Linked DNA regions of Zea mays: region 2 is linked to region 1. Evidence: chromatin contacts called from public Hi-C data. All regions are on one chromosome and are shown on one strand. Each heading gives the region's core, a stretch centred on a gene start, on an enhancer-like site or on the middle of the called end of the contact. The rest is flanking DNA. Distances are from core to core; before and after follow the strand shown. Region 1 has its middle 14 kb from the start of LOC100383802. Region 2 holds the start of LOC542344 (plastid phosphate/phosphoenolpyruvate translocator 2).

Evidence for each region. A called contact is a pair of places that touch in the nucleus more often than the background predicts.
Region 2: a Hi-C map of leaf shows a contact between it and region 1, with 5 times the contacts expected there. The contact joins the promoter of LOC542344 here to the enhancer-like site in region 1. A contact is called at or near these places in 2 of 25 Hi-C or Micro-C datasets (endosperm and leaf).

The regions. Positions count from the first base shown.
Region 1 is chr7:86,366,460-86,369,159 of Zm-B73-REFERENCE-NAM-5.0, reverse strand. No RefSeq gene overlaps it. Among protein-coding and RNA genes, the nearest start is that of LOC100383802, 14 kb to the left of the region's middle. Within about 2 kb of position 1,354, at least 16 of the 20 cell types and tissues checked have an H3K27ac peak or open chromatin away from gene starts, as enhancers often do. A contact at or near this core is called in leaf, where this site is marked.
Region 2 is chr7:86,465,667-86,468,366 of Zm-B73-REFERENCE-NAM-5.0, reverse strand. It overlaps LOC542344 (plastid phosphate/phosphoenolpyruvate translocator 2), which reads left to right and starts at 1,375. Exons shown (of 9, transcript NM_001111923.2): 1 at 1,375-1,728. The coding sequence starts at 1,378.

The DNA of each region.
Region 1 (2,700 bases), core at 105-2,604:
AGACATAGGAGAAATAAATATCTAACTATAGAAGTATGCGACTTGGTATAATTAATGTTGTTACTGCGTAGTAAATATTTATACAAAGCTGACGCAACTCGAACGGATCGAATCAGAGTTAAAATGTGATAGTTATGAATTTTACAAGTTTCTAGATATATAAATATTATTTTTATACCTAAAAACAATTTGGGATTTATTTTAATAGATTTTGGACCGAGAAAACAAAATCCTGAGAGTTTAGGGGCTAACTCGTGAAAAACAGGGCCTAAGTGTAGTTATCTTTATACATGTGGGGATGGTGCATTAGTTTAGATAAAGATCAAGGCCTTTTGCAACTTTCGCATGACCGAAGGGGTATCACTACACCTCGGTCCTCCAGATTAGATCTAGCAGTCGGCATTTAATGCACGAAGGGTATGCAATGCCGCCCGCCGATCTAGAGATCTACGGCCAGCAATTCAACCACGATATCAGTTAACTCCTGCCATCGGATCGTAGATCGGTGGTTATCGTTGAAACGGTATGAATCTCTTTTAATCCGGGCCACACAATCAAATCCAAAGGTTCAATAGATGCCCAAGCTCAGCTCTAATCCCCACCCTCCATCACCAATCGGACAACCCAAGCTTCGTCTTCAACCTCATGCCAAAGCACGATGCCGCAGGGCCTTCCCCCGCGGTGGGATCTATCGCACGAGTCATGAGGTCAACTCGGCACTCAAATCCTACCAACCGGATGGTCCCACACGATGCAAGCGGAGGTAGCGAGGGGAGCCGTGGTGTTCTTACTAGTTCTTGCGCCGCAGTCCGCAGACCATCGCCCATGGCATCCCGCAACTCCACGGTGGTTGAAGTGCTCCGGTGAGGAAATTCTCGGACGCCCAGACCACCCACACGAGCATCCACCACGCCGACCCCAACGCATCCAGTCGAATGCGTCCGACCACCTAGTAGCAGCCAAACGATGGCAGGTGCGGGGGAAAGCAGCAGCAGTGACCCACACCTTCTCTCTTCTCTCAGATCGATGACAAGGCCCACCCTGTGCCCCGCATTGCTTTGCGGTGTCCCCAAGTTCGCAATTAGATGGACGAGGGGGGGTTAACGGATGCTCTTATAGAGGTATGGAGGGAAGTTTGCGCCAAGGAGGTAGCAGGGAGGCGCGGAGTTCTGTTACGGAGCCCGCGATCTCGGCTAGGAGGACGAACCTGACTGAAAGGGGCACGCTAGTCGGTGACCGTAATTGAGTCCACGAATGACTAGGAACGCGCCAGACGAAGTGGCCCCACACATCAAACACACAGCGCGCAGGAGCCCATGCATGACCAGTGCTGGCGGGTGGGCCCCACGTGATGGTGGCGCGCCCCAGCGTCAAGGCACAGCGCCGGCGCGTGAGTGGAGCAGGGCAGCCAGCGTGGGGAGCGAGTGGGCCGACCTGAGATGATTTCGGCCCAGTCTGCACAAGTTGATTTTCTTTTATTTCTTTTAATTCCCTTCCTATTTTAGCTTTTATTTTCAATTTAAGTCCAGATTTTGAAATGTAAGTTCCCATTTAGATGCAACAACCGAAATAGTCCCAACATGATGCAATAATATTTTATTATTTATTTTATTATTTTGAATGGTATTGATGCTTAATACATGAGAGCGAGAAGAAGAAAATAATTCACTTATATCAACAATTGAAAATCTTTATGGTTATTAAAAGATTTTAAATTTTAATCTCTAATTTTGAGACCTTGCTAATTAAAAATATAATAGTGACATATACTTATTATTATTATATTTTTATACTAACTATCATATTTCAAATGATGCAAATGTGTTGTACACACACAAAGAACTTTTAATTTTCATGAGATACATTGTTTGTCCAATTAAAATCTTATCCAACTTAATGTTTTATGATCATTTATTTTGTATGATCTTTATGGAGAGATAATTTAATTTAAATCTTATGGAGAATACTTCTGAGGATATAATTCAATGAAACTATAAATTTTATATGAGGATCTTTTATTCAAATTTCTTGTTCTAAACCATAATTAGTTAAACCTTAGGACGAACTTTGATAGATTACCCAAAATATGATTTTAGGGTGTTTACAAATTCTACCTTTCATCTTAACTTGTCTCAAAAAATTGAGTACAAATGCAATCATACAAGAACTCCAGCATGGAATGCACATTCACGTATTTATTTATTTGTCATTTGACTACTTTAATTCCTTTAGTTGATTATTGGAAGGGAAATAGGGTCAAACCTTTTCCTAAATGATTTTGGTGGTTGAAATGCCCAACACAAATAATTGGACTAACTAGTTTGCTCTAGATTATATGTTCTACAGGTGCTAAAGGTTCAACACAAACCAATAAAAAGATCGAAGTTAGGGTTCAAAAAAAGGAGCAAAAGAAACCGAAGAACCCTGGTCTAGCGCACCGGACTGTCCGGTGTGCCACTGGACAGTGTCCGGTGCAGCACCGGACAGTGTCCGGTGCACTAGGGAGGATTGACCTCAAACTCTTCACCTTCGGGTTTCTCCAGGCGCACTCCGCTATAATTCACCAGACTGTCCAGTGTGCCACCGGACTGTCCGGTGCACCAAGCGGAGCAACGGCTATCAGCACAACGGTCGACTGCGCAGTGCCCTGATAGAGCTACAGTTTGCGGCAGAAGTCAGAGCAGGCGCCAGAGGCGCACC
Region 2 (2,700 bases), core at 126-2,625, 99 kb before region 1:
TCTTCCTACATGAATGCATTTGCACTTTCAAAGCAATCAAAAGAAATGCAAGGTTCGGCATGGTGCATCAAACAACACAAAGTATTTAGGGTTTTTCTTACACGGGAAATCCAAACCGAATCCCGCTAGAACTTTGGAAAAGGTCAAGGTTTAGCGAAGGGAAAAGAAAAAGAAAAGGTAACGCCCGAATTTTGGCGAGTAAAGAAAAGAAAAAAATTCAACTGCAAAAATTCGGGGCGTTACAGTGGGCTACGGGCCAGCCCGACACGATATAGTTATATCCTTGTTGTGCTTGGCCCTGAAATGCGGCACGACCTGTCAACCTAACGGGCCCAGACATGTCGGGCCAGCACTGTCTACCCGTTTGGACATGTATATCGGCTACGACCCACTCTCACATACTACTGTACTCTTACTGCATAAACAACCGCCGCTGCTGTGAAGACAAACAACTTTATACGGTAGAGGAGGAATTTTCCCATCTGTTCGGGTCTGTTTTCATCTCGAGTGGAGACTCTCGCATCCACTCCAATCCATCGCGCAGCAGCGAGCGGTAGGGTTGGGCATTCGGTCTATTAGGGTAATTCGGTTCGGTCTATTTGAGTTTTTGAAATTTCGGATTCTAAAAAATGAGAACCGAAATTTTCAAAATAATTTTAGGAACCGAACCGAATAGACCCACAATTTCGGTTCGGTCTATTCGGTTCACCGAATAGACCCGAATAGTAGAGAGACTAGTATCTTTTGTTAAAATATATACAATTAATAATTAATTAGAAGTAATATATTACAACAAGTGACTATAGACATAGCATACTGAGATATATATACTATCGTTAAGATGATATCATAATTTTTAGCTAATAAATTCATACATCATATAATAATATCATCACATACTTAGAAATCGAACCAGAATTCATACCCTGAAATATAGCACATATTAAACCGAATCCGGTTTAGGTTCGGATTCATGTTTCGGTTTTAAAATGCGCACCCGTGGCCAGCAGGCAGCCAAGCCAACGCTGGAGTTGGCGGATCGCACGGTGATCCGACGCCGACTGGTGGGACCCGACCGGCTTGTTTGGCAGCGACAGCACGGTCCAAGTCCACGTCGGATCCATCCGCCAACTGCCAAACGGTCCCACAGGCTCCCACGGCCCGCATGCCAGATAGCCAGCTCAACGTGGCCTCGTCGCTGCATTCAACTCAATACAGAAACCCTGGTCTGAAAGCCCTCACTCCAAATCTCGCGCACTGTCAGCTGACGCCACCGCCTGCGCCAGCCCTCGCCAAGCCGGTGAAAACCTCGTGCCCTCCGCCGCCTCCGCCCGCCTCTTCCAGAGTACCGCGGTCTCATCTCCTCCCGGGACGGGCATGCAGAGCACGGCTGCCATCGGTCTCGTTCGGCCATGCGCCGCGCGGCCACTCCCCACCTACCCTAGCCCACGGCGCGGCGCCGGCGCGTGCAGCGGCGCCGCACAGCCGATCCTCGCGCCCCGCGGCCTCTGCCTCTCCGCCCGCGCCAGCCTACTGCCGGACTCGCCGCTGGAGGAGGAGTACCGGAGATGCAGGGCCGGCCGGCACGTGGCCGCGGCCGGGAAGGTGGCGGCGGCTGATGGGGCCGTAGAGGAAGCGGGGGGAGGGCTCGTCAAGACGCTGCAGCTGGGGTCGCTCTTCGGGCTCTGGTACCTCTTCAACATCTACTTCAACATCTACAACAAGCAGGTGAACTGACTGACGAAAATCACTGGCGTCTCCCTGTCCCTGTGTTGTGCGACGCGTTGCATTCCTGATGCGCGAGCAACCCAATTGCTGGCCTCACCTCTGGTTAGTTACCGCGGACGAGTGATTTGGTTCTGATCGACTAGAGCAAGTGTGGTGATTTTGATTATTTTGGTGCATGCGTGCAAAGGACAGATCCTTCTATTAGTTTCCAATTTCCTTGATCTAAACTTAGTCAAGGAGAGACCCTGCGTGCTATGTTGAAAAGCGGCCCATGGACTGTTCATGTTTCTTCCAATTGTCCTTTCCATGTGGTGGTGTACCTATGTCTAAACATCACGTAATTTTCTTTGTCCATATGTCAAAATTATCTTCCTGTATCATCTTCCATCCATCAGGTTAAGTGAAGACTCAAGAGCCAATTGACCTTGACCTTTTTTATTGAGAAATTTATGAATAAGTTATCACAGATGTCTTTTTTTATCCTCATAATCTGAAACTAAATATAGGTCATCCCGCTTTCTGCGTGGCTGCAAAACAAATCGCTCCAACCCATCATGATCTGTAACCGATACAAGCTCCACATGCTACACAGAAAGAAAACTGCCTCATACCACACATTTCTAGACAAGATTTTGCTTAACTTTATAAAATACAGCCAAGTTTAGGTAGTATCTACATTGTAGTTTTAACCATACTCAATGACGATTACAATAAATTTGATGCTTGCTTTGTATATCTGAAGATACGAAGTATATGTACTTTTTAAAAGTTGTACAGAGCATCAATCTTTTCAAGGATCTGTTATATGCACTCCAGACTGCACCCATCTGATGTGTTTTCAACTTCAAGTCATGATACATACTTACATAGGTGTTCCATATCTGAGGTTAATTTTTTAGACTACCATTTCTCTGTAGTTTTAAGGGTTTTAAATTTTTTAACAGGCTGTATGCTCAAGACAATCTGGCTTCT